Regions from separate parts of the Mus musculus genome. Here all the other regions are linked to region 4. The links are chromatin contacts, called in public ChIA-PET, Hi-C, HiCAR-type, HiChIP or PLAC-seq and promoter capture Hi-C maps. All regions are on one chromosome and are shown on one strand. Each heading gives the region's core, a stretch centred on a gene start, on an enhancer-like site or on the middle of the called end of the contact. The rest is flanking DNA. Distances are from core to core; before and after follow the strand shown.

Region 1 (3,810 bases), core at 1,107-3,606, 850 kb before region 4:
CAAGGCCTGCTGGGAAAATGAGTCCAGAGTTTTGAGGAACAGACAGGAGCAGAACAAGTGAGACCCAACTGGAGAGATAGAGAGGGAGCTGAGAGACAGCAAGGATGTGGTAAACTTGAGACCCTTGGTGATAATCTCATTAGATTCGGAATGTCCGCTCCGTATCTCAGATCTGGGACAAGGCACCTCTTATTCTCAGTTTCTCCACCATGAAAGGGAGAGGCAAGCACGTCTGAGTTTGAGAGAGGAAGATTAGATAATGTGGTTCTGTTAGATTCTTACAAAGCAGATGTTGACAGGCATGAGCCCCTTTCTTTTCTTGTACTAAGACAGATGCTGAAGTTTGGCTAAGCCATCAGAAAGCTTCATTGTTCTAACAGTGTTTCAAAAATCCACTAGGGAGTCAGAAACTAGCCTGGTCTACACAGTGAGTTCCAGGCCAGCCAGGGATACACAGAAGGAGAGGAAGGGGGAGAGGGAAAGGGAGGGGGAGGGGGAGAGAATAAAGAAAATGCCAAAACTCCCATGTGTCTCAGTTCCCCATTTTGTCTTTCTCCCTACTGACATTTCCTTGTTGCAGCAATAACAATATGCAAAACGAAAACAGCTTCAAACCTGATTCCCTCAGAACATACCCTGGCCAACACCAGCAGGGCTGCCTCCTAAGCAAGTGGCAGCGCCCTCACAGAGGGCCCTCTGGCTTCTTCTCCACTGGGCATGGAATCCAAGACTGATGAGGGAGCTGAGAACTGAGAGGCTCGAAGCCTCAGACTGCAGGCTGCCTTACAGACATCTCTCCATTCCCACTGCCTGTGGGAAATTTACTTCAGGGGTACATGGCCTGCTTCTTCTCTGTTTTCATGTAGTTCTACTTTGTTTTTCTTCTCCTTAAGAAAAATAAATAAATAAAAAGAGAGGGAAGGGATGGGCACTATTGCTGTTACAGAGGACCTAGGTTCAATTCCCAGCACCAATTCTCAACCATCTGTGACTCCAGTTACACACACACACACACACACACACACACACACACACACACACACAGTGCACATATATACACAGGGGAAAGCATCCATACACAGAAAATAGAAAATAAATAGAGGAGTGGTGAGATGGCTTAGTGGGTAAAGGTGCTTGCTGCTAAGGCTGAGGACCTGGGTTCAATTCCCAGTGCCCACATGGTAGACAGAAAGAAGTGATAAGCTGACTTCTACATTTCTACTGACACATGTCTGCACATGCATATACATGAACGCACACTACCAAAAGCATGTAAATAAATAACTCATAATAATAAAGGTAAGGGGCTGGTGAGATGGCTCAGCGGTTAAGAGCACCGACTGCTCTTCCAAAGGTCCTGAGTTCAAATCCCAGCAACCACATGGTGGCTAACAGCCATCCGTAATGAAATCTGATGCCATCTTCTGGAGTGTCTGAAGACAGCTACAGAGTACTTACATATAATAAATAAATAAATAAATAAATAAATAAATAAATAAATAAATAAATAAAATAAAACAAAACAAAACAAAAAAATAATAATAAAGGTAAAATGTCTAGACATGTTTGGGAGGTGCCAGAGGACAACCTTGTAAGAAAACAGATGGTTTAAAGCTAGAATTCCCCAGCCCAGACGCTAGAATGCAGCTGCTTCCTCTGGAAGACTCCCAGAGCACACGCGCTCTCTCACTCAGCACACATGCACACACTCACTTCTACACTTCCAGCCCCCAACCTCAGGAAGTAGATTTCTCAAAAGCTAGGGCTGGATATGAGTCACAGGCAATTCCATTTTGTTTGGGGCACAAGACTTGTACTGTTTGAGGCCAGAGGAAGTTACTGAGAAGATGTGGTCCTAACCCCAAGGGAAATTCCCACCCGACAACTGTTTGACAGTCTGGGAGGAGCATGTTCCCTGTTCCCAGAAAGGATGTTGTTTCCCCAGTCAAGGTCTTGAAATCTGCAGGGCCTGGGACTTATGGGTGCAGCTGGGCTAGCAGAGAAGGAATGTGAGCAGCAGGGGGTCCTTTACAAGAGTCTGCAGAGTCAGAGTAGGAAGGAGGTTCTTGTATCTGCATTCAACGATAGGGCATGGGAAGGGGAGCATGCCATTAATATTTGGCACCTCAATTGCTCTGAGGTTTCCAAACTTTCCCTGGGAGCAGCAGCCTTTGGAGAGAGAAGGTGAAGGAGCCCCACAGCACCCTCCAGCCCCCCCTGCCTCCCTCTTCAGCCCATCCCACGTTCCTAAAACCCCAGGTTGTGAAGGAAGTGGTGAGGACTGTCAGTGCTCTCCTTGGCCCACATCAGGACAATCTAAGCAGAGAAGAGAATGACGTGGACACTCTTTCCTCCATTGCATCACAGTGGGAGAGGAGATGAGGCCTGCTGGGGAGGTGACCGCCCTTAGGGGCTGGCCCTGTGGTTCCCTGGAAGACAGGGAGGTGAACTGTCATGAAGGTTCTGATCAGACCTCTTCTGATTCCTTTCCTTTCTCCAGTGCAAACGCTTCGATGTGCCTCCTGCCATCCTGGTCCTTCAGCTCACAGGGTAGGCAGTGAGGAGTCTAGAAGCAGTTGCAGCTCTGACCTGCTTGCTGGCCTGGGGTGTGGGGGCGGGGGTCAGTTCTGCTGGCAGCCTCCCTCCTAGGCTACTCAGAGTCTACCTCAGAGACACTCCCTGGTGATAGTGAGGTTGACCAATACTCTTAGCAGCTCCTTGAGGAAGCAGAGCCCTCTCTCCACCACTGAGTCACAGGGTGGGCCGAGAGCATTGCGCCAATCCCAGCATCAGGAGAGTGGAAAACAACAGCACCGGCTGGTGAAACCACAGGAAGACAGAGTTTCAAACAGTCACCAGTCAACAAAAGACACCTTCCTGAACCTAGAGATCAGAGAGAAACCTGGGCCCGGTTTTGGGGGAGAAAAGAAACATTAGAAACAGATATTCTTAGCTGAAGTTTTGCTAGAAAGAACTTCTCCCAGAGGTTTTCTGGGGACACACATGAGCCACCAGAGACGACACACAGTCTTGCCCAGTGGCAGACAGCCTCCACGAGCACAATGACAACAACTTAGGCACAACAGAGAACTGGCCGCCAGACTGTACAGGTCATTGTGTGTGTGGATTCAAGGCTTCTGAAGGCAAAATTTGAAGATACGTAAAGAAGATATTATAATACAATCCACTTTGGCCATGAGAATTACTAGCCAGGGTGATGGAAGTCTGTGGGTGACAGGAAGTGGCTGAGCAGGTATCTCTGGAGAAACGTTTTTATGTAGGGTCATGGTGGCCTTTGTGCAAAGCTGCGGTTCTGACTGAGTGATCGTTACTGTTGCCTTTACAAGTCTCCGCTATGGTTTCTTTTCTTTTTCCTTCCCTCCCCTCCCCTCCCCTCCCCTCCCCTCCCCTCCCCTCCCCTCCCCTCCCCTCCCCTCCCCTCCCCTCCCCTCCCCTCCCCTCCCCTCCCCTCCCCTCCCCTCCCCTCCCCTCCTCTTCTCTTCTCTTCTCTTCTCTTCTCTTCTCTTCTCTTCTTTTTTTTTTTGGTCAGGAATGGCAAAAGCTGCCTTGGTTTTGATCCTGACAAACTCACAGTGAAGAACAGAAAGCAAGATGTTTTAGAAAGATGCTTCCAGAACAAGACCTGGCCACAGTCCGGTTAGCCACTCAGATAACCTGCAAACCCAGGTGGCAGGAGTCCTAGCTCCTCGGTTGCTATTAACTGAGACATTGCAGTTCCTCCCCAGCAGAGGGCAGAGTAGCTTCTCATTCGCCTCACCTCTTCGACTACAGCTAAAGGAAAGTCTGTTT
Region 2 (4,065 bases), core at 1,311-3,810, 940 kb after region 4:
TCTGCTGTCCTGGCAGCCCACTGCAGCGAACCTTTTACTGGGCTTATGACCCACATCTGGGTTTTCCTTGACCGAAGGGATACACAGGCGAGAATACCCCTTTCTCTGCCAGACACCATCTTGTCTACCAGTGTGGGTTCAAGTGGGCATGACAGGGGCCAGCTGATGTGCCAGGAAGCTGAGTAGAGGTAGGCAGATGTGTAATGGTGGTGGTAGTGCTGTTGGGCCATCCTTGAGCCCTTGACCTGAACCTGAGATAAATCTGCACCATGTTTTATATCATAGCTGTTGAAGGAACACAGATCCCTGCAGCTTAAAACATCCTGAGAACAGAATCTCGTCCCTTCTCTAGTAGGTCAGGGTCTGTTCCTGGAACTCTTAGCACCAGTTCTAGCAAAGAAACTGGCTGTCCTTGGCCATGGTCCCATAAAGGATAGCTTGTTAAAGGGAAAGGTAGGCCAGCGAACCTCTAACCAGAGGATCCAGCTTAAGCTCTAGCACCCCGGAGTAGTGGGATTTAGATGAACCTGGCTAGCCCCATGAAGTGGAGAGGCTCAGAAGGTGACAGGCTGTACTGTAAGCCACACCAGGCTGGGCCTGGGGTAGTCCCCACTTCTACTGCAAGCATGACTGGCATAGCCCAGATCTTGGGCCTGTACTGAGCCTTGGGTACTGAACTATGCAGTGAAGAGGCCAACTCTTTCAAGTGACTCAAATGCTGGCTGCCTAATGGTGTTCCTGGCCCCAGCCATCAGGGAACAGGGTAGGCAAGAGTGGTCCCTCACAGATGCTGGGGCCAATACCCACCAGCAGTCCTTGCAGGCAACCTGTCCTAAGGGGATTTCAGATAGAACAGTCAGTTTTTTCCCTGATGGATAAGTGTAAGAACATACCTCTAGCCAAAGCACGACAGTTGCCAGAAGCCCTGCTGCCTCCATCATGGGACACCTCTATCAATATTCTCATTCTCTGCAGTGACCCTAGATAATAGTCAAACTATTTGGCTCATATGGGCAAGGCAGCTACCTATGCACACACAAGGAAGGCCAAGACAGAGATGAGACCTAGTAGTAACAGGACTACAGTTCCCGGAACCTGCTCCAGTATTACGTTACCTGTCCCAGAAATGCACGGGCTAGGGTGACTGCTGGCTGGTCAAAAAACTCTGGTCCTAGCCGGCCAGAATGGTCCTCTGGGCTGGAGAAGTAGATACTCCGCCGGAGGCCCGGGGTCGACAGGAGTCTCTCTTTAGGGGTCTGCTGCTGCTCTGAATCTGCCAGTCGCTGCTTTTTTTGCCCAATCTTTCGGGAAAGCTGTAATGGGAAAACAAAACAAAACAAAAGAAGTGTCTGCCTGCCTGCCTGTTTCTCTGTAAAGTGGGGTGCCTGTTGGGAGTCATTCTAAGGCATACCGCCTCAGGGGACCTTGGGACTAGGTGTAGGTAATGACAGGCTGCTAGTGGTGACAGGATGGGTGGGCATTCTCTGCCCACACCTGCTACACATAGGGGAGACATGGATAAGGAGCATTAGAAGGTGGGTGCCTGAGTCCAATACAAAAGAGCTGGTTTTTCTGATTCCCACCAATCACACCATCTCCAAGGAAACTTGTTTCTGGAACCTGGTTCTTTGTTCCTAATCCTGGCCAGGAATTAAAATACAGTCAGAACCTGGGCAGGGCCTATCAGAGAAACATACTGAGTTTGTCTGGGCACTGCTCAAAAAATAGGTCACAAGACCACCTTGTTACTGACAAGACCTGACACACAAATGGGCATGCATGGAGATGACCATCTGCCTGGTCCCATTCTGAATGCTCAGGGTAGAACCCTGCTGGCCCCCAACTGTCCTTTGACTGTTTGGATATTAGAACAACTAGGAACAGGGACAAAAAGTCTATGGGTCTATAGGACCAGTAGGCACTAGTCTACCAAGTGCCGATAAACAAAGCAAGGAAATCTGGCCACATCCTTCAGCTATTGTGGTACAACAGGAGGGGATTAAAAGGACAACTGGGCAGTGAACCTGGGGCCAGGGCCAAGACCTGTCTTCAGTCCACGCTGAGCTGACTAGTTAAACAGCCATTACTCTTTTAAAGGACAGGGTCCCATGTGGCCTATGCTGGCTTTGAACTCCTGATTTTCCTGCGTCCATCGACTTCACAAGTACAGGCGTGCGCCACTACGCCGGGGTAAGACCCATTATTTTTATCTGTTGTGCTGACATCCAGGTTGGACTGAAGCTGCCAGGCTGCCGGGAATGGATGCTGACGTGACCGTCTCTGCAGCCCGACCCACTGTGCCAGCTCGCCGTGGGCTCAGACTCCGCGACGCGGCGCCCCCTCTCACCGGCGCTGGCATCTGGCCGACCTCATGATATCCGGTCACTAGGGATCCTGCTCTGGCATTCCCTGGGCGGCGGGCTCGTCCAAGAAATGGAGGCTGCTCGGTGTCGGGGAGCAGGGTCACGGACACCGGTTTTAGGGCTCCTCTGCCCGGGCGCGCACTACCACCGCGCGCGGGCATCTAGTCGCCGCCAGCACAGGCCAGGCCACCGGAAGCGCGGAGAGGGCGGGGACTGGAACCTGCGTCTGCGCAGAAGGCATGTAGCGCGGGGGTGGAAGGAATCTGCAGAAGAGGCGGAGCGAGGACTCTAGGGGCGGGACAGGGCGGGGCGAGTGTAGAAACCTTTCACCAGTAGGATTGGAACCCAGGTTCTCTAGATCTGGTTCTGTCCCAATGGCCCGATTGCCATCAAGACATCCTCTCTGAACCCGGACTGAATTTTCAAGGGTCCCGGACCAGAAGGCTCTGCCTTGGGATAGGGTGGGCCACAGAGGGTGTGTTGGGTGTTGTAGAGAACAAACATGAGGCCTTGGGAATCTCAGTCTGAATTCTGATCCTAGAACTGTCCTTCCCCAACCTTATCTCTGAATGGTGGAACTGACAGCAAGTGGATGCCTGCCCCATCTGGAGGCCCCTACCCTGGATCATCACAGATGATAGGTGGAAGGAAAGGGAATTCTGTCTCTGCAGTGAATCCCCACTTACATCCCTGGACCCCTAATGCCTGGAATTGCTACGAAGAGGGCTTACCACCTAAGCTGGAAGGCAGGACCAGGGCTGCAGGAGCTGAGCGGGATAACAGTTCCTGGCATCTCCTAGTGATTATTTCTCTGGGACCTAGGCTTGCCACCCACCCTATCTGTAACCTTTCAAATGAGGTTGTGCACCCGTACTCCTCGAGTGGGAAGTGACTGACCCAAAGGAAGGGATGATGGGAAGGGAAGTCTTGGGATAGGGTAAGCTGCTCCCTTCCCCCACTTCACTCACTCTCTTCTACCATTCCAGGAGTGATGTGGGTCTGAAGGGTTTCAAAGCAGATACAATCCTACTTTCCCCATTCACACTGCCTTATTAAAACCTTTCAGGGCTTGTCAGAGCTGTTTGATTTCTGAGACCCTGGCATCTAGGACTAGACAGAGCCAGAGGCCATATGCTTGTCACTGCTATATGCTCAGTCCTTAACTGAGCAAGGCACTTAGCCTAAGGACTCTGGTCCCCAGCTGCAACTCTACTGGCCAGCTCCGGGACTGAACTCTGGGCCTGGCTGGGGCTCAGCCATTCCCTCTCATGGGCCTCAGCTAGGACTTCCTGGGGAGGGAGCGGCAGCCTCTCTGCCTGCCTGCTGCCTGCTGCCTGCTGGAAGCAGTCCAGCTGTTTGTGGCACTCTGTGCAGTTTCTGGGGCTGGGGTGGGGGCAATATGTTGTAAATTTGAACTACCGAGGTTGGCCTTATCCCTCATAGCCATTCTGTCTAAACAATGCCTCTCTTTTCCTGTGAGAATAATGCCCCTTCCCAATCTAGGAGGGAAGCTGAGACCCTAGTTAGGTTCTGGTCCCCTGTTGAGGGCATTCTGAAGACTTCACCTTTGGGTGAATGACAAGCTCCTTCTGTTTGGTGGGCAGTCTGATTTCTGCCCCAGGCAGAGACGGGGGTGGAGGCCAGCATCTTATTCTCCAGATGTTCTGGCCAGAGTGTGGGATTGTGCAATGTCTGCCCCTCC
Region 3 (3,656 bases), core at 283-2,782, 960 kb after region 4:
GATCATAAGAGCTTTCTGGTGTTAGAATGGGGCAATTCTGTGTCTGAGAGTCCTGCCCCAGTGGTCCTTTCCAAACATGCCCTTTCACTGACATGGCCCTACCCACACTGCTGGGGAGCGTCACTTGGAGACACCTGATGCCTTAATGTCTCCCTAGTTATAGATGATATATACCTACCTGTCAGTGGCCCTGATCAAAAAAGGGAACCAAGCTTGCCTACTGTTATGGTTTGCATATGCTCAGCCCAGGGTGTGGCACTATTAGAAGGTGTGGCCCAGTTACAATAGGTGTAGCTTGCTGGAGTAGGTGTGTCACTATGGGCTTGGGCTTTAAGACCCTCATCCTTGCTGCCAATATTCTGCTAGCAGCTTTCAGATGAAGATGTAGAACTCTCAGCTCCCCCTGCACCATGCCTGCCTAGATGCTGCCATGCTCTTGCCTTGATGATAATGGACTGAACCTCTGAACATGTAAGCCAGCCCCAATTAAATGTCCTTATAAGAGTCCACGTGGTCAGCCACCTCAGTGAAGTTGGAGATTAGGTTGTATTGAATAAACTTTAAAGGAAAAAAAAAAAAAAGGAGTTGCCTTGGTCACACTGTCTGTTCACAGCAGTAAAACTCTGACTAAGACACCTATTGTGTGTTAGGATTTTCAATTAACACTGGGCCTGGCGATCCTGAGAGTATTGTATCAAGAGGCTCCAGGCCTGTACCTCAGGTCCAGGGTGCAACTGACCGGCTACCTAAAACCTTTGATAACAAAATGTCTTTTGTTTGTTTTGAGGCAGAGACCCACTACTCCAGACCCTTGGCTGGCCTGGAGCTCTCAATGTATCAGGCTGGCCTCAAACTCACAGAGATTCCCTTGCCTCGGCATCCCGGGTGCTGAGATTAAAGGTCTGGCCAGACAAGAGATGTTTTAATAAAACACAGAGGGAAGTACAAATAAACTTGTGTAACTCAGTGGTAGAGCACTTATTTAGCATTCGAAAGGTTCTCAGTTTGGCTCCCAGTTCTGTGCGCACACAGACGTTAAATAAAAACACCTTTGATTGGCAAGGTTAAAGAATACATTAACTACTAAGTCACGCATACTGAAGTTTCAGGCAAAAGGAAAAGACTTGTCACACTCATCCTGAGTTCATATCTTAGTGTTTGTTTAATTCAAACTTCACGGCTCAGAGGGGCTCCTCACCCTAAGCGTTCCACTTATGCGCAGAAGCGTCTTTCTCTGGTGGGACCACCAGCGCCCATCCACACCCCAGAGCCCTGTCTCGCACCTGGATCGGAAGGTCGCAGAGCAGCGGGTCTTGCACCACCATGGCGAGACCTTCTTGGAACACGTCCACAGCCTCGGAATGGGGCAATGTCTCCTCATCATCCTCGTCGTCCTCCGGCACCTCCGGCCGATCCTCAGCCTCCGGGTCCTCCAGGACTGCCTACTACTAGACTAGTGTTGCTTTCCGGCGCTCCTCCAGCCTGCCCTGCCTTCCAGGTTGATAAGCAAAAGGCGCGTGCGCAGTGATTGTGTCCCGCCCCGACGAGATAGCTTAGCCAATGGTATACTGCGTGGCTTCAGTAGCCAATGAAATGTGCGAGTCTTCGGGAGGCTGGGAGCGTGCAGACAGCAGGTTATTGGCTGGATAGAGCAGGTCACGTTGGTGGTGCGAGCGGCGCGGGAGCTACGAGCTATTCTGTTCCCCGCTGCTGAGCTTCTCTTCGGTCTGGGCTGGTTGTCAAGGAAGGCCAGCGTTGCTATCGTTTCGCGCAAGACACCTGTCCCCGTGCACGGCATCACCCAACAAGGTGACGCTGGGAGGCGGGCGCCTCCTGCTGCCTGGGGCCTGCCGTTGCCACTCGCGTGCTGTTGCCCCAGCCAGGTCGCTTCGCAGTCACTTGAGATTATGCCATGGGCTCCATTCCAAAAAATTGCCTAAAAGGTCCACTTTAAAGTAAGGTGGAAGCCGGGCATGATGGTGCACGCCTTTAATCCCAGCGCTTGGTAGGCAGAGGCAGGCGGATCTCTGAGTTCGAGGCCAGCCTGGCCAGAGTGAGTTCCAGAACAGCCAGGGCTATACAGAGAAACCCTGTCTCAAAAATCCAACCAACCAACCAACCAAAAAACCCACCAACCCCCTCCCCGCACAAAAACCAACTCCAACTCCAACACACACACACACACAAATAGAATAAAAAGTGAAGTGAAGCTTTGGCTTGGTGGCACACACCTTTAATCTCAGCACACAGGAGGCAGAGGCAGTTGGATCTGAATCGAGAGCTAGGTCTGTATGGGAGAGCAGGGACTACAGAGGGAAGTTGTCTAAACAAAACAAATCTAGGCGGGACCTGTGGTCCTCGGAGCTGTCAAGGGCAGCCTTGCCATGCGCTGATCTCTAGTCCTCGTGTTCTTTTACACCACCAGTCCCTGTAACAACTGTTCTTATGAGGACGCTGTGTAGGCAGCACTGTGGGCTTTTTCTTTTTTCTTTGCTCCCGTCACATTCCCTGGATAGCTACTTTAATCACTTGCCTCATTTTTAAAATCCTATGTGTATGGGTCATTTTCGGCGTGTATTTCTTCTGGGCACTGAGAAACATCGTGTGAGTGCTGGGAATCAAATTTGGCCCTCTGGAAGAACAACAACCGTGTCTCTCTCTCTCTCTCTCTCTCTCTCTCTCTCTCCCTCCCTCCCTCTCTCTCTCTCTCCCTCTCCTCCCTCTCCCTCCCTCCCTCTCTCCCTCCCTCCCTCCCTCCCTCCCTCCCTCAATCATGGTTATCCTACTTAAAACTCTTATCCCCTATGCCAAGCTTGTTGTACGCACTTGGAGAAAATCCTAGCACTTGGAGAGACTGAGGCAGGAGAAAGGGTTTAAAGCCCAGGAGAGTTGCACAGCAGAGATAAAGAAGAAAGTAAGAGGAACAGGTTACATAGTGAGACCCTTTCTCAAAACAAAAATAAACAGAAAATCTACAGTATAGATTAATGTGGCCATAAGTAAGCACAATTTATTTGTCTTTGACATTTTTGTTTGAGATATCTTCTCTCAAATGAACTGTTTCAGGCAATTTTGGCTTTATCAGCTATGTCTATTAGTTTTCTGCCTTTATCAGCAGAAAAAGCAAGCCAGATCTTTCCTTTCCCATGTTTTCCTTTCTAGGCCATCACGATTTTCATGTCCTACCATTCTACCTCATACCTATATCTATATTTCTATAGCTCCATATTCCCACATGCATACACATCTGTGAACCAGAGTATCAGTTATTAAGCCTTGTAAACATAATTATATTTGCCCTTGGGGACACCAAAAGACTAAGCATTAAAGGAACTCTGGCCTATTTTGAGGGTAGGGTAGTGTGCTTGTGGTTGGGCTCAGTTAGTTATTGTAGGCAAAATTATGAATGTGTCTTCACTTGGAAATTAAGCATGGCATAAGGATGTGTGTCTGGGTGTCAAGTTTACAAGGGGTGGACTTGTATTGATTAATATTGACTGTCAACAAGACAGGGAATCGCCCATGGGACAAGCGCCTGGTGCATCTGTGAGGGGTTATTTAGATGGGTCAACCTCTAGGCATCCCTGTGATGGACTTTCTTAAATCTGATTCTTTAACTACTTGGCCATTCTGGTATATGGAATTTTCTTGATTAC
Region 4 (4,102 bases), core at 734-3,233:
TTTCTCAAATGGCTTTCTTTTCCTATATCTTTATCTAAGAGAAACTTTATCTAAGTTTCTCTTATAGGATACCTTCTTGGCTACTGTCTACAGATATACCCAGAAGCTCATGGGGTATTTCTCTTTTCAGTTTATTTTTAATTGATGTAAAGTGTATCTATCTATTTATGATGTATGGCGTACTTGGGAATATGTATAATGCATTGAATGGCCTAATCAATGTGAGTCTGGACATTTCTTCTCATATATCTGTAGTCATGTGGTGTAGTATGAAATACAGTTGTATAGTTGTCACTTGGTATCCACAAGAGATCAGCTAATTCCAGGATGATTCGTGCCCACACCCAAATATGCAGATGGGAAGATGTGTATTAAATAGCATGCTGTGTGTGTGTGGAGACAACTGTTGAAGCTGGGCATTGGCCATAGGATTCTGTTTTTATGTTTTAAAGCATGCTAAAAACTAATAAAAGCATGGAATAAAAAAAAAAAAAAGATAGTATTTTGTTGTAAGGTAATATACACAGCTCTTACTCATTGTACCTAAGCATGTGGCATCATTCAGTGACAACTAAGGCACCTAAAGTTTCGGGGAGGCAGGAAGAACTGAGTCTCTGTGTAGTCCTGCCTATCCTGGAACTTGCTCTGTAGACCACTGGTCTTGAACTCCTGATCCACTTGCCTGTGCCTCCAGAGTGCTGGGATTAAACCAGCATGAGCTGCATTTAAATAAGCTTCAGAATCCAGAAACAATCAAACTGTCTGGCTTGCACAGGCTCAAGGGGTATCAATGCTTCCTCCTGCACCTTCTCAGTTTGGATGGTCAAATTCTGTTCACCCGTTCTTTCCCACACTATACCCAGTCTATCTCTGTTTATTTTATTATTATTATTATTTTGGTTTTTCGAGACAGGGTTTCTCTGTATAGCCCTGGCTATCCTGGAACTCACTCTGTAGACCAGGTTGGCCTCGAACTCAGAAATCCGCCTGCCTCTGCCTCCCGCAAACTGGGATTAAAGGCGTGCGCCACCACGCCCGACTTTTTTTTTTTTTTTCTCTGTTTATTTACACACACAATTCTTCCAAGTTTCATGATTTTTTCCTTATAGTTGCAAACTGAAATTCACATATTGACAGATATCTCCGAATTTAGGATTTGATACGTAATGGGCTCACATGCATTTATATCTGACACGTCTCTGGAGTCTACAAACATTGGTACCATTATCTACATTCCTCCCCCAAATTCTTAAATATGCTAGCTCCATGTTGAGATAAAAAGATTAGGGCCGCTGTCAGAAAGCACCCAACGCTGAGGGATGTTCGTCAGGATTCATTTTAAAGCGCTAATTCCCAGCCGAAGATTCGTATTAAGGCTCATGAATTTCTAAAAAAGCGATAGGCCTTCATTTGGAATGATGAAGACGGCCTGCGTTTTCTCAGTTCTGCACGCTCTAAAGTTTTAGAAAGATGCTCTTTGGAGGCGACTGACTGGGTTTCTCTTTGGTCCCCAAATGACATAAAGCTGATAATTTTCGTTTTGAAAATGCTGCCTCAGAAAAGAGGTGCAAAAGCATGGCTGCGGGGAAAGTAGCCTAGATCCAGCCACTCCGCCCTGGGCTCCTGAAGCTACGTGAAAACGAAGAGCAAGCCTTCGAGCAAGCCAAATCCTGAGGTGATTATGCTTGTTCCAGGCCTACGGGGAACGGAGGGTGGAGAAAAGAGACGCTCTGTGGTTCCCTGGCTGCAGCCGCCATCTTTCAGGGTGGGCTGCGCACGCTCTCGGCCCTGGGCCCGCGAGCACGAGCGGAGAAGACGTGGAAGCCCTGAAAACCCAGAGCGAGGCCACAAAGAGAAAACGCGCCTGCGCTTGGGCGACAGTAGTGGAGGGACGGGGCCAGAGACGAACGCGCGTGCGCAGTGAGAGCCCGCCAAGCACCTGGAGGAGGAGGGGGGCGAGGTACCTAGGCGTGAGGATGAAAGGCGCACGCGCAAAAGCGCGACTGTGCGGGGAGTGGGAGGGATCCAGAGGAGGCTCGCGGAGGCAGGACTAGCGCAGATCTCGCGAGATCTCCTGCGACCATATATACGTGCGGAGAGCCCGCGTCCTTTCCTTGGCGTGATTCCGTCCTGCGCGTCTGTTCTGTGGAACAGGAGGCAGTTGTTTTCCGTCCGGCTTCTCCCACACCGAAGTGCGCGCCTCCACCTCATGGAAGACTCGATGGATATGGACATGAGTCCTCTTAGGCCTCAGAACTACCTTTTCGGTAACTGACTGGAGGGGGAAGCGTGTGCAGGGCCTGGTGATGGGGGGGGGGGCGGGAGCCCAGCCGAGGCCTGGCGTGTGGGGAACGCGGCGTAGGTGGAGGCCGGAGAGCAAGGAGGAATCTCCCAGGCCTTAGAAGCAGCGGCCTGAACACTAGGAAAGCCGCCGGAAAATGGGGCGGGAGCGGCCCAGCCTGTAGCCTCGGGTGTTAGGAGCGGCCGGCCGGCCGGCGAGGGTGCGACCTTGCCTGTGGCGCGAACTTGAGAGGCGTTTCTCCTGTGCACGAAAGCCCGCACGGTCGCTTCCGAGCTCCTTTTTTTCCTCTTGTGTTGAGCCACGGCAGGCGGCACGGGAGAAAGGGGCCTGTGGAGCGAGGCGAGGCCTACCTCCGCCCTGTTGGGGAGGATACATCTGCAGGCGCTGGGCTTTCCAGGGGCCGCATCTTGTATTCTGTGGCGACCGAGGGCTTCGCCCAGTAACGGGGAATGGTCCGAGCAGGCGCCCTGAGGCAGAAGGGGCAGCAACCCCTAGGAGCACGTGGTTGCCACGTGGTTGGGGGTTAGGGAGGGGGTGTGGGCTCTACATCCGGGCTCTCCGACTCTAGCCAACCTTCAGCCGTGGGATCTTGTGGCTTAGTTAAAAGTTCTGGGAGGGAAATGTTTATTTCATAGCCCGTGGCGTATGGGTTTTTGAGATCTTTGTTCATATCTTTCAGTATCCACAGTGATGGAGCCCCCCCTTTTTAATTTGCCTCTGGTAGGCGGAGTCAGCATCACGTTGCAGATAGCTGTACTGATGGCCCACGTGGCTTAATGTTAGGAGTACCCTTAAATCATCTACCTGGCTCTATCTAGAACTACTTTTTCTTGGGGTGGGGAGAGGGAAGGATCTGTTGAACAGACAAGATTCGCTTTAGCATCAAGGCTTTTGGGGATCACATCTATAGTCTTGCTGCCTACCCTACACCCAGTTTTTGTTTAAAAGAATCAGTTTGTTTTTCAGTGATTCACGTTTTAGCTTTTTAACAGTCCTGAGATTAAAGGAACAGTGAACTCTGCCACTCGTTCATTAATTCTAGTAGTGTTTATACCGATTTCACCATACTACTTTAAAGAGACTCATTAAGTCTACTGTGGAAACCAGCAATGTTGCCTCAATGTAGTTAGTACTATGAGAAAATTAAAGATTTTTTTTTTTAATGTTTCATTTGAGTTGATTTCACAGAACTTTAGGCTTTGGGTTTTGATGTAAGTATCATTGCTAGGTTTGCTTTCTTGTTTTTGTCTTACATACAGGCTGTGAACTAAAGGCTGACAAAGACTATCACTTTAAAGTGGATAATGATGAAAATGAGCACCAGTTGTCATTAAGAACGGTATGTAAGCTCTGAAACTTAAAAACATTTCAGACATTTCCTACTGATGAACTAGGAGTTTAATCCCAGAAAAGATAGGGGATCTTTGTCACTTGTAATTTTGTATAGCTTGGTCACTCCAAGGTGCTAGATAGGTGCTTTGTAGAACAGTGCTTGTTTTTAATCTGCCAGCTTTATTCATTTAAAGGAACAGTTGTGTATATGGTAATTCTGTTGTGAAACGCTTCAATTCTAATTCTAATGGTGAGATGACTAGTTTTCTTTTCGTCAGTAGTGGTGAAAAGCCACTTTAAAAGTTTCTTTGAAACATTTTTATTCACAGGTCAGTTTAGGAGCAGGGGCAAAAGATGAGTTACACATCGTAGAGGCAGAAGCAATGAACTATGAAGGCAGTCCAATTAAAGTAACACTGGCAACTTTGAAAATGTCTGTACAACCAACAGTAAGTACATTTCTAAATT
Region 5 (3,678 bases), core at 627-3,126, 820 kb after region 4:
CTCGGGAGGAGGCATCAACACCACATCTTACAAATGAGGACACAGAGACTGAAAGAAGTAATATTTAGCAGCCTGGGAGTCGAAGAGCTAAGCTTGCCCAAGCTAGAGGGCTACACATACCTGGCTCAGGGAGCCCTGGACAACTGGCTAGAACCTCAGGGGTACCCCTCAAAGCCACAAAAGTCTGAGCTGATTCCCAGGTTTTGGGAGCGTTCTGTCCAGGGCCTCTGTGGGTGTGTGGGATGTGGAAAGGGGCGTGGTCTGACGGGCCAACGTCTTTGGTCCAACAGGCCTGCTCTGCTCCTTACTGTTAGCTGCCCCATCCTTGAAACAGACTTGAGAAGACCACCACTAAACATGTGTGACACCACAAGGGAGTAGAAGGTGACACCCAGTCCTTGGTGGTTCTATCTATTCTGGTTTGTCGGATCTGGTGGAAGGCGGCATGGAGGAGAATTTCAGACTTCCTCCAGTTGGTGTGTTGCTGAAAACTGTCCCATACCCAAGAGGCAACTCAACAGGCTTCAACAAGAAACCAAGACTTGGCAGCATTTGAAATAGTTAAGGGGGGGGGGGGGGGGAAAGGGAGTGGGGGTGGGGAAACCAAGACAATTTAGCTGAGCTCTGAAGCAGGGAAAACTTAGCTCTATTTAAAGATACCACAGGTCCAGGAAGCAGCCCCCCGCTGGCTGGCCCAGGGCTGAGTTACTGAAGGCCTAGACTATAACAATACACTGGAACACAGCACACCCTTTCTTGTAGAGTACAGTGGATACCCGGCCATCTCCTTTCAGAATTTTATGGGCGACTCAGGGAAGGCATGTATAGCTGTCTGCTTTGTAAGAATGGATCTCTTAAACAAATAGATCCAAAGGGGCTTCCAGGGAGGCCCCTGGCCAGCCTTTCTCCAGCCAACGCCCTCTCTAGTCATTGTTCCTCACTTCTTTGTTAGGATTTTTTTTTCCCTCCCTCTTGCTTTTTTCTTTCCTGGTTAACTTCTTCAGGACTGGCACAGCCACAGGGAAGCCAGTCCCCCTCACACCTGGAGTGAAGTCCCCAGGGCCTCCTCTAAATCCACTGTCCTACTACCCAGAACCTCTGAGGTGGAACCAAGGCCACCTCAACCTCCAACAAAGTCCCCAAGCAGCCTGAGAGGCCACTTCCCACTTGAGGGTCACCGTGGGCCCCAGGCCCATCGTCCACGTTTGAGAATCCTCAGCCTTTGAGTCTCAGCGTTCCCATCTGCAAAATGATGCCAGGGACCCATTTCCTCCACACCTTAGCAGCTCCAAACAAAATTCTCCTGTCACAGAGGGGGGTTACTCCTGGGGAAACTTTCCCACATTGTTAAGCGGAAGTTACAGGGAAGGGGCGCTCAAATGACCCATGCACAGAAGGATGAAGGGCTAGGTTCGCTAATCCTATGAGGCTGGGCGCCTCTGGGTAGGAGGGTGGCCTGAGACCCACGGCTCCGTGGGTTTCTCTCCTGGTTTCTGTCTTAGTCTGCAGCAGCGGCTGGGGCCAGACTTTTGTACGGGTGGGCAAGGCGAGAGCTCGCGAGGAGATGGCGAGGACCAAGGGGCGAGCGGGGAGATGGCGGGGAAGGCACAGGGACCAAGGGCTCGTGGGGAGACAGACAGCAGGGAGGGCGCGGGGACCCGGGGCGCGTGGGGAGACGGCGGTGAGGGCGCGGGGCACAAGTTCTGCGCGGGGCTGGGATCGCCGCGTGGCGCGGACGCCGACTCACATAATGCTTGTTGGGCACGCGCCGCTTCTGCACGTCCAGCACCTTCACCTCCACGATACTGCGCCGCGGCGGCATGGCCGTTCTCCGCGCCCAGCGCCGTGCGGGCCGGGCCGGGCCAAAGCGATCCTTGCCGCCGAGCACTTGCCGCCGCCGCCACCGCCCTCCGCGCCCCGCCCCTGCCCGCCTCCACGCCGCCCGCCCACCCTGCTTAAAGGGCCCTCCCGGCCCGGCCCGGCCACGTCCGCCCGCGGGCCTTTGTCCCCGCGCCCGGCGGGACGGCGCGCTCCGCCCCCCGCGCCCGGGCCTGGCGACTCTAAACCCAGGCACCCAAGCATCTTGCTCGAGCTCTCCATTCCCGTTAAGGGCTCAGGGAGGTTGCCCATCCCCCTCGGTGTGTGAGAACCGCTGGCGTGCCAGTCGCTATAAATCCGATCGCTTGCCCCCAGGGCTGGGGGCGGGGGCTGGGGGTCAGGGAGAGGTGGTCACTAGGTCTCTTGGGTTTACTGTCTATGACAGGGAGAGGAAAAACTGCAAAAATGGCCTGGCAGCCCTGCACAGGGCTGCGAAGGTGAAAGAGAGCAGGGATGCTGGGTAGGTAGCAAGCCCCTGACCCCGTGGGGGACTGAGTCCACACCTGGCCCTGTGCCCTGTCATTATCACGGATGCTCACTTAAAATCTCACAACACCTGGGAGTTGGGGGTCAGGAGGGGATGGTTAATCGCCTTTTACAGAGGACCTGAGGACAGCCTCTAGATTCATGGAGCAGGTGGGTCCAACCCATGGTTGCCCCACACTAAGCAAAGCAAAGCTACAAGTGGCTCCACATCTCTTTTCTCTAGCTCATCCTAGCATTGGCTGGGCGCTCAGTAACTAACAGATGCTGGCTGAATGAATGGATGGATGGATGGATGGATGGATGGACACACATAACACCATGGATAGGAAGTTCAGACTGCAGGTAGTGGTTTCTCAGCCACGAAGCAGGGGTTCCCCTTCAGGCACCTCCCCACCCATAGATCAGTCGAGGAATTTCTTAAGGGAGAGTTCTCGTCAGTCCAGGCAGGCCTTGCAGACTACTTTATTTTGAATCCCTCTGGAAACCCCTCTATTGCCTTTTTGGCTTCTTTGTCCGTGCTTTCTGCTGTTCTGGCCTTGAAGGCTGGTCTGGATGGGCTTCACTAATAGAAGGGGTTACTTGATTGGTACCAGGCCAAGGCGGGAGGATTGTCTTTACCAAAGCCAGTTTTGTACCAAAGATGGCTTTGTGCTGCCTCAGGCACAGGACTATCTTCTTGGCGCTCTTGATTAAGCTGTTCTTACTGACCCACTCGGAGATTGTGGAGAGTGGCATCCATTTGGAACCAGGGCCCTCCCTGGCCCAGTAATTCCCTCCAGTGCACCAGATCCTAAGGTGCTTCCCCAGCAGAGCTGCCACCCAAGGCACCCGCTGGTTTCTCTCATGTCCTGCACAAAGCAGAAGCACAGACTGTAGAAGTTGGATGTACCTGAATCAGCTAGCTCCTCCCACTTCCCAGTTCCCCAGCTCTGCCTGTAGCTGTAGTAATGCCATCATCTTCCCTGTCCCGTCATCCTTGCCCCCATCCTCCACCTCCCACCCTTGCCGGCTGATTTCTGAGTGTGAGTCGGATCACTCTGGGTCGCTCACAACAGTTCAGCCTTGCAGCTTTTGTCCTTGGGTGTCCGCCTCATTTTAGTTAAGCACCCACAAGGTGCATCTGCGTCCTTGCTACCTGCTTCAGAACCTCCTTCCTTTTTGTGGCTGAATACTTTTTCATTGTGTGTTTCCTAGCCCTTCCTTTTCTTTATTCATATAAATGTGGTCACTTTGGCTGTTGCCACCCTTGGGCTATTGTGACTAAGGCTGCTGGGAATGTTGACATACAGATGTCTGTTCAAAGTCCTTACTCAG
Region 6 (3,773 bases), core at 147-2,646, 880 kb after region 4:
CCCAGGTTGAAGAGATGGCTCAGTGGTTAAGAGCATTGACTACTCTTTTGGAGGTCCTGAGTTCAATTCCCAGCAAGCACATGGTGGCTCACAGCCATCTGTAATGAGATCTTATGCTTTTTTCTGGTGTGTCTGAAGACAGCGACTGTGTACTCATATACATAAAATAAATAAACCGAAAGAAAGAAAGAAAGAAAGAAAGAAAGAAAGGAAGGAAGGAAGGAAGAAAGAAAGAAAGAAAGAAAGAAAGAAAGAAAGAAAGAAAGAAAGAAAGAAAGAAAGAAAGAAAGAAAGAAAGAGAAAGAGCCACTCTGGAGCCAGGTATGGTAGGTAAACCAAGGTGGGTGGGGATTGGGGGATGGTTTGGAGAAAGGGGTGGAAACAGAAGGATCAGGAGTTCAAAACCAACCTATTTTTTAGTATGGATTTGAGAGACCAGCCTGGGTTACATGAGAACATGAAATTTATCTCAAAGGCAAAAACACAATAAAACAATACAAACAAGGGATGGCTGCCTCCCATATGAGATCTGAGACACCAGCTTATCTGTACTTTCAGTCTCTTGGAACCTTGTTTAGGAGTACTGGACGCGGGGAGTATATTTCTCTCGTGCCCCTCTGCGTCCAGGACAACAATGCAGCCCTGGGGAGGTTTACTCAAACATTGTGAGCTTTAGGAAGGGCATGGGTGGAGACTATAGAACCCTGTATCCCCAATTCAGCGATATTTGGAGACCAGTGCCGAAGTCACGTGACCCAGAAACTTGTCCAAGGAGGCATGCATCTCTGGGCTGAAGTCTCCAGGATAGTGCCTGGCGAGAGTCACCAGCAGACAGTGGCTGAAGAACTGAAGAAAGAGAACCGCCACGCCTTGCCTTAATTTCTCCCCTACACCAAGCCTTGAAGGGACCCACATCTCCAGCAACCCGGGGTGAGCTCAATACAGGACTCACCTGGAAGTTAGCAGGGTCCACACAGAGCTTGTGCGCATGTAGATCACTGAGAGCAGACAGAGAAGCAGGCAGGTCGTCCAGGTGCTGGGTAGCGAGAGTCAGTGCATCGGCCACCTTTTGGGCATGGGCTTTAACCTGGCTAGAGCCTGGCCTCAGGTCCAAGTGTGGGAAGTAGGTTTTGGTGGAGGGGAAAGCCACGAAGGTCCTGTAGGAAAACAGGGTTGGGCTCAGCCGGACCCGGAGGTACAGAGAGCCGGTCTTCGCCCCGCAGTCCGTTGGAAGATGAGCCCGAGGGCGTACCTCTCCAAAGCCTCGGTCGCGTAGATTCCGACATTGCTGCCCATCTTCTTCCAGAGCGCAAGGACCAGCCACTGATCATCCTGGGACCGAGCCATCTTCAGTGAACTGAGCCTTGCGCTCTGCCCGCTGGCTGAGCTCAAAGACGTCCTGAAACACAAGAGGCCGCCAGGGGGCGCTGCATCGTTCCAGGATGCCTAGGTGTTCACAGATTCTGGTTCAGCTTTGAGCCCTCTGTTTCCCTGGGCTCCCCCTCCACGCCTTACATTTTAAAGTGTTTACTGCATGCACATTGGCATATAATATGTACTATCGATTACAATGGATTTTAGTGTTCATTTGGCACTGTCGGCTCGTCCTGCCTCCCGAGTCGTTCGGAAACTTCACAGGTTTTCCTTTCTTATTCATTATTGAAAAGGACTGAGTGTCAGGAGCCCGTACCCATACTTGGTCTTTTTTTTTTTTTTTCTCCTGGAACACGTCTCCTTTCGTTAAATATCAACATAGTTAAATCTGCATTTAAAGGGGATGGACAGATGGCTCAGCAGTTAAGAGCACTAACTGCTCTCCCAGAGTACCTGGCTTTGGTTCACAGCACAAACATGCCTGCTCACATTTGCCTGTAAATTCAGGTCAGGTAGATCCAAGCCCTCTTCTGTCTTCCACAGTCATACAAGAGATGCACAGATATCCATGCAGCCCAAACACCCACACGTGTGAAATAAAATGAAAGAGATTTAAATCTACATTAAACACCCCTTTCAATCTGGGTCTTGTGGCACAGGTACAGGTTAATCTTAGCACTTGGAGGCAGATGTAAAAGGATGTCTGTGAGTTCAGGACTATCCTGGCCTACATATGGAACTCCAGGCCAGCAGTGCTACATAATGAGACCCTGACTCTGCCTAAACCACTTCAGATAAAAATCCCCTTTAATACATTCCAACTGTGGGGGCTGGAGAGATGGCTCAGTGGTTAAGAAGATGGGACTGCTCATCCAGAGGTCCTGGGTTCAATTACCAGGAATTACATGTGGCTCAAAACTATCTGATGCCCTCTTCTGGTTTGTCTGAAAACTGCTACAGTGTACTTACATAGTTAAAATGAATAAATAATTCTTCAAATAAATAAAATCTAAGTCTGTTTCAAAAATATATTCTTATCAGAGCTGTGAGAATTAAGTAGATGAAAAATATTATATGCCTGGATCATAGGGCAAATTCCTTTGGGGACAATGACCTTTAGAGTGCCTATTATATATCTCAATAATGACAGCAATGATGACACCCTCGGTGAATACATCATCATTACATGAAAGATTCTGTTCTTATTTGGGTTTTTGTGTGACTATGGTCAAGTTCCAATGTTCTGGAACTAGAGGCATGTGGCTCAAAGTCCTGTGCATTTTAGACATGTTTGATGGGTATACGTCAGTGATGTCATATTCTTCCACAATGTTGTGCAGTCTTCACTATAACCATTTCCAGAACTTTTACTAACTAAAATAGTACCTCTAGCCCACTTGCCCGTAACCATCCAACACCCACCAAAAGGCTCTGTCAACCAGGAGGCTACTTACTGTCCCTATAGATTCCCCCAGTTTTGATATTTTACAAACATGAAGCCATGCACTGTGTGACCTTTGTCCTGTTGGTTTCTTCCACTTGACATTTTTTTAAGGTTTATATCCATTGTATGAGAAATTTACTCTTTGCTGTCAATAGTTCAAAAATATTATTTGTGGGTGTATAGATGTCCCTCGGTCAGTAGAGTTTTTAATATGTATGTATGTATGCATATACATATACAACTCTGAGATCAATTCCCAAGCACTGCATAAACTGGGCATGAAGGCACATATCTGAAATATCAGAACTCAGGGGTAGAAACAAGAGGATCAAGAGTTTCAGGGCAGCCGGGCAGTGGTGGTGCATGCCTTTAATCCTAGCACTTGGGAGGCAGAGGCAGGCAGATTTCTGAGTTCGAGGCCAGCCTGGGCGACAGAGTGAGTTCCAGGATACCCAGGGCTACACAGAGAAACCCTGTCTCGGAAAAAAAAAAAAAAAAAAAAAAGAGTTTCAGGGCATCCATCCTTATCTATATAACGTTTTTGAGGCCAGACTGTGCTACATGAAATTCTATCTGAAAGAAAGAAAGAAAGAAAGAAAGAAAGAAAGAAAGAAAGAAAGAAAGAAAGAAAGAAAGAAAGAAAGGAAGGAAGGAAGGAAGGAAGGAAGGAAGAGGGCAAGAGCAGGCATTTTTATATGAGCTACCTGTTGCCTACCCATATGCTCATATGATGTCTATTTTTCACTGTTTTTCTAATAGATCCCACACTGAAGTACCAGCGGTATTAAGGAGCTCATTCCCTCAGAGGACCTGTGATAAGGACCCTCCAAAGACGATCTTTGGCTTCTTTGGCTCAAGGAGAAGACACATGGCTGTCAGTGGAGGGCTTGGGAGGGACTGCTGCCCAGACTCAGAAGACATATGTGTGTGTGTAGGCATCCAATTATGCTTTTTG
Region 7 (3,893 bases), core at 1,084-3,583, 900 kb after region 4:
AGAGAGAGAGAGAGAGAGAGAGAGAGAGAGAGAGAGAATAAGCACATTTTAAAGGCATTGCAGAGCCGTCCTGTGTATGTGACAACAGTGTGTACTGGATTCTTTTGTGTGACATTGATCAATGACATTTATAAAGTGCTTTCCCTCACAGGGCACCAAACTTTCTGTGTTGCATCCTCAACCCTCAGAGCCACTCTGTAAGAGCAGCTCTGTTCTCGGTGGGGCTGGCTTTGCTCTGTTAGAACAGTTCTGTAGTCGGTGGGGCTGGCTTTGCTCTGTTAGAACAGTTCTGTAGTTGGTGGGGCTGGCGTTGCTTTGGTTTGGTTTTAAGGTAAGGGCATAGACACTCAAGGAGATTATAAACATTGCCTGTGGTTCCAACTGAGGCGAGAACTAGCTGAATAATTTGCGGTGGGCTGGGTTGTTGACTGGATAGAGGCCATCTTGGCTTCACAACCTGTGGACACAAAGAGCCTGGCCCTGTGGGGAGTCCGGGATGCTGGAGCTGCTGATCTATAGTCAGTTCTGCAAGCTCCAGGCACATTTTGAACTTGAGCAATTTGACTCAGATCAGGTCTGTCTGTTCAATCAAGTAGAAGAAACCAGACTTGGGAGGGCAGTCTGTAGATCCCCCAAGAAAGGTGACCATGGGAGGCAAATTAATCTCGTCCATTCAGTTTCACCAATTAAACCTTTCTGATGACTTTAGACTCAACTTCCGACCCAGTGTGATGAAGGGTCATCTCTAGCCATAGGATTCAGGACAGGGCAGAGAGTTTAAAACTATTTCTGTTGTGGGCGAGTGGCTCTTTCTTGGAGAGGAACACTCAGTGAAGAAGGCAGCTCCCAGATAGCGTCTGTGAGCTCCACCCAGCCCTTGGCCTGAGCAAGTGACGGGACAGATAAGGCCTGGCACCCATATGGTTTCCTACTCTACCTAAGGGAGACCTTGGGGGATGGGGTGCAAGGGTCCAAAGTTCCAGTTTCCAAAGGTTTACTTCTGCAGAGGGGGTCTTGAATCCACATTGTTTTACATTTGAAATGAAGCCTCTCTTCTGTAAGACTTTAACATCAGAGTCGGAAGGTATGGCCTGCAGAGCTCAGGCTGGCTCTGCTCCTTCACAACAGCTCAAATCCAGCTTCTGGCGGGGAAACTGGGGTCCCCAGTGGAGTCCACGGTGTGACCTACGTTTTGATTTCTGGAATAGCTGATGGTATTTCTTCACAATGATGTGGACACCTTGGGAGTTGAGGTGATGCATCCCAGGTTAGTTAGTCCTGGGTTCTCCTATCCAGTGCTGTCAGTATTGGGTAAGGCAGCCTCAGAGGGGAGTACAGTGGACTTCTGTAGACTGGGATCTCATCATTTCCCCCACACGCAGCATTATTACCACGTCCATTTCAGAGCTAGTGACGGTAGAAAAGATTGAACCCAGGGCCTCGTATATAATGTCAAGTGCTCACTAGCAAGCAACATCTCTTTCCCTTTTTGAGAAGGCCTCAATGAGTTGCCCTGCCTGGCTTTAACTTCCTATCCTGCTACCCTAGTCTCCCTAGTAGCTGGAAATACAGGTCTCCACCACTGAGCCTGGCTGTCACTATTAATTACATAGAAAATTATACTGTGAATACTCCTGTGAAGGTTGCTGGCAAAAAATGGGTCCAGAGATCATAGTTGGGGAAACTCTGGGCTCCTTGGTTTAGGTCTTCCTATCTCAGAGGCAACCACTGGGGTCCCAAGGCTCTGGCTAATCAAGTGGCAGAATGGCCCGGGGGAGTAAGAGGGAAAACCTGGACCACAGTCCTGCCTGGCTCAAGTGCCCCGGTCCCTATGCACTCCCGCTGGTTCCGTGGGAAGGTCCCACGACCCATCCCAGGCACCTGGTTCCATCTCTCTGTCTGCTTCCCTCCCAGCCCCTTCCTACTCCTGACCTCACACAACACTCAAATCACACATGACTGGGATAAAGGCTTGCAAAATGAGTTAAAGTCATTCCTTTCACATCACACATCCAAACCATCAAAAGGCAAACATAAGTGCAACTCTCAGACACTGGCAAATATTCAAATGGTACCTTCTCATTGAGTAATAGTTGGGGGGCGGGGAGGGGGAGGTTGAAATACGACTATTTTCTCTCTTTGTAAAGTTTGAAAACATGATTGTTATGTGATGAGCAGGCTAGTACAATCCAGACCACCGCTCCTGCCTTTCTTACAGTTTAAAGTTTATACGCTCTGGTTAAATCAAGTGTATGACTTTAAACTGCAGACAGCTTTCCCTAGCGAGCTACTAGAGTGCAGCCAAGGCGTCGCGCCGGCGCAGTCGCCTGTCCGGGCATGCGCGGGGGCTGTGGAGCGCCGCTCGGCGAAGTCTCGCGAGAGTGAGCGCCGAGGCCGAGGTGCCGGCTTCCTCCGTGTCCCTGCGGGCCCGGCGCCTGCCTTCGGCTTTTGCGGTCCCTACGCGAGTTCCTCTCAGGCGCACGCCCGGGCTCCCGCAGGATGGGGGACAATACCAGCCCCATCAGCGTGATCCTGGTGAGCTCGGGCAGCAGGGGCAATAAGCTGCTCTTCAGGTACCCCTTCCAGAGGAGCCAGGAGCACCCCGCGTCCCAGACAAGTAAGTGGCTCCTGGCGGTCACCCGCCCCGCCACGCGCAGTGCACAGTGCGGAGGAGGAGGAGGAGGAGAGGGGCCGCGGCACGACTCCTGAGTCTCCAGCCCATGAAATAAAAATGCGTAAGAATTGCCAGCTCCAGCAGTGGTGCGCATCTGGGATCCCAGCGCCCCGGACGCGGAGGCCGGGGTATTGCCATGAGCCCAAGGCCAGCCATTTCTCCAGACAAATCCAGAAAGACACCAGATTTTACAAGCACAGACACGAATTTATAAGTTATTTTAGAAAATATAAGCGACTTTAAGGTCTGAAGTTGATCTTGAACTCTGGTCCATGCCCATTGTGGATAACTGCTCACCATCTTGATAATCATCCCTCCTGTATATAAACTCTGAAAGTGTACCCACCAAAAAATAAAATACAGCATCATCCTTTCCCCGAGCCCCTCAGAGAATCTCAGGACACTCATTTGTTATTTTGTAGCATCCGCCTTGAAGGTTCTTGGAGTTATTGAGCACATAACTCCTGTCTAGTCGCAGTACACTGCTGCATGGATCAGGCATAGCCTGCCTCTGTAGGCAGTGTTCTTTAAAGCTCGCTAATATAATACAAAGGGTTTTAAGTTATAAAAACATAAAGATGGTACCAAGCTCTCAGAACCCCCTCCCTCATCCCCCTAAAGGGCAACTATCGTCACCATTTTCCAAATCTGTTTATACACAAGCAAAGCACACATTCCAAGTACAAAAGGAACTACATGGCCCATTTTTTCCCTGATATATATATATATATATATATATATATATATATATATATATATATATATATTGAAATAGACCGGATGGTCTTTTTGCTCATTTTCTTCTGTACTTTATGTCTATGTCTTAAACAGGTTCAACCTCACCCTGAGACAGGTTTCCTGTGTAGTCCTGGCTGTCCTGAAACTCACTCTGTAGACCAGGCTGGCCTTGAACTCAGAGATTTGCCTGCCTCTGCCTCCTGAGTCCTGGGACTAAAGGCCTGGGCCACCACCGCCGCCAGCCACCTTGTTCTTATTAATGACTGCAGTGAAGTCCATGAGATGAGCGTACTCTGGTTTATTCGTCCAGCCCCTGTTGAGGGCAGTAGTTTTCAGTCTTTTCAGGCTGGGCACTGGCTCTGCCAGCATGAGACCCCTAAATTCCCAGCACTTATGTAAAAAGACTGGCTTGGCTGTGGTGTGCGTAATGTCATCACTGACTGATAGAGATGGGTTGATCAAGAGCTCCCTGGCCAGCCAG

Evidence for each region. Hi-C and Micro-C count contacts between places; a contact is called where the count stands out from the background. ChIA-PET counts read pairs in DNA pulled down with a chosen protein or histone mark. HiCAR-type assays count read pairs that join an accessible place to other places. HiChIP or PLAC-seq counts read pairs in DNA pulled down with a chosen protein or histone mark. Capture Hi-C pulls out chosen DNA fragments and counts their contacts.
Region 1: a contact with region 4 is called in an RNA polymerase II ChIA-PET map of memory CD8 T cells, with 37 read pairs. The contact joins the enhancer-like site here to the promoter of Npm1 in region 4. A contact is called at or near these places in 1 of 39 promoter capture datasets (hippocampal neurons) and 6 of 115 datasets of contacts at active chromatin or transcription factors (astrocytes, effector CD8 T cells, embryonic forebrain and 3 more).
Region 2: a Hi-C map of CD8 T cells shows a contact between it and region 4, with 6 times the contacts expected there. The contact joins the promoter of Mpg here to the promoter of Npm1 in region 4. A contact is called at or near these places in 3 of 39 promoter capture datasets (hippocampal neurons, liver and pre-B cells), 1 of 484 Hi-C or Micro-C datasets (CD8 T cells), 7 of 115 datasets of contacts at active chromatin or transcription factors (astrocytes, embryonic forebrain, embryonic limb bud and 4 more) and 2 of 9 other capture datasets (adipose tissue and liver).
Region 3: a promoter capture Hi-C map of liver shows a contact between it and region 4, with 3 times the contacts expected there. The contact joins the promoter of Snrnp25 here to the promoter of Npm1 in region 4. A contact is called at or near these places in 3 of 39 promoter capture datasets (hippocampal neurons, liver and pre-B cells), 3 of 484 Hi-C or Micro-C datasets (cortical neurons, muscle stem cells and regulatory T cells), 6 of 115 datasets of contacts at active chromatin or transcription factors (differentiating embryonic stem cells, embryonic forebrain, forebrain and 3 more) and 2 of 9 other capture datasets (adipose tissue and liver).
Region 5: a Hi-C map of muscle stem cells shows a contact between it and region 4, with 3 times the contacts expected there. The contact joins the promoter of Sh3pxd2b here to the promoter of Npm1 in region 4. A contact is called at or near these places in 10 of 39 promoter capture datasets (the 3T3-L1 cell line, 3T3-L1-derived adipocytes, frontonasal cranial neural crest and 5 more), 3 of 484 Hi-C or Micro-C datasets (cortical neurons, embryonic fibroblasts and muscle stem cells) and 7 of 115 datasets of contacts at active chromatin or transcription factors (astrocytes, embryonic forebrain, embryonic limb bud and 4 more).
Region 6: a contact with region 4 is called in a HiCAR-type map of astrocytes, with 3 times the contacts expected there. The contact joins the promoter of Hbq1b here to the promoter of Npm1 in region 4. A contact is called at or near these places in 2 of 39 promoter capture datasets (hippocampal neurons and pre-B cells), 3 of 115 datasets of contacts at active chromatin or transcription factors (astrocytes, embryonic forebrain and forebrain) and 1 of 9 other capture datasets (liver).
Region 7: an HNF4G HiChIP or PLAC-seq map of pancreatic cancer cells shows a contact between it and region 4. The contact joins the promoter of Nprl3 here to the promoter of Npm1 in region 4. A contact is called at or near these places in 1 of 39 promoter capture datasets (pre-B cells), 5 of 115 datasets of contacts at active chromatin or transcription factors (bone marrow-derived macrophages, embryonic forebrain, large pre-B cells and 2 more) and 1 of 9 other capture datasets (liver).

The regions. Positions count from the first base shown.
Region 1 is chr11:34,008,942-34,012,751 of GRCm38.p6, reverse strand. The region is part of intron 4 of 4930469K13Rik (RIKEN cDNA 4930469K13 gene); the gene reads left to right. Among named protein-coding and RNA genes, the nearest start is that of Gm51857, 28 kb to the right of the region's middle. Within about 2 kb of position 2,356, at least 150 of the 459 cell types and tissues checked have an H3K27ac peak or open chromatin away from gene starts, as enhancers often do. A contact at or near this core is called in effector CD8 T cells and memory CD8 T cells, where this site is marked.
Region 2 is chr11:32,225,000-32,229,064 of GRCm38.p6, reverse strand. It overlaps Mpg (N-methylpurine-DNA glycosylase), which reads right to left and starts at 2,560. Exons shown (of 4, transcript NM_010822.3): 1 at 2,348-2,560; 2 at 1,116-1,313. The coding sequence starts at 2,524.
Region 3 is chr11:32,203,291-32,206,946 of GRCm38.p6, reverse strand. It overlaps Snrnp25 (small nuclear ribonucleoprotein 25 (U11/U12)), which reads right to left and starts at 1,532. Exons shown (of 5, transcript NM_030093.3): 1 at 1,284-1,532. The coding sequence starts at 1,325. It also overlaps a transcript of Il9r not described here.
Region 4 is chr11:33,161,087-33,165,188 of GRCm38.p6, reverse strand. It overlaps Npm1 (nucleophosmin 1), which reads left to right and starts at 1,983. Exons shown (of 11, transcript NM_008722.3): 1 at 1,983-2,267; 2 at 3,562-3,641; 3 at 3,964-4,083. The coding sequence starts at 2,210.
Region 5 is chr11:32,346,038-32,349,715 of GRCm38.p6, reverse strand. It overlaps Sh3pxd2b (SH3 and PX domains 2B), which reads right to left and starts at 1,876. Exons shown (of 13, transcript NM_177364.4): 1 at 1,748-1,876. The coding sequence starts at 1,822.
Region 6 is chr11:32,284,587-32,288,359 of GRCm38.p6, reverse strand. It overlaps Hbq1b (hemoglobin, theta 1B), which reads right to left and starts at 1,396. Exons shown (of 3, transcript NM_001033981.3): 1 at 1,253-1,396; 2 at 953-1,157; 3 at 448-846. The coding sequence starts at 1,347. The coding sequence ends at 718.
Region 7 is chr11:32,266,147-32,270,039 of GRCm38.p6, reverse strand. Nprl3 (nitrogen permease regulator-like 3) reads left to right here and starts at 2,333. Exons shown (of 13, transcript NM_181569.3): 1 at 2,333-2,617. The coding sequence starts at 2,500. RefSeq lists enhancers at 712-1,094, 351-1,257.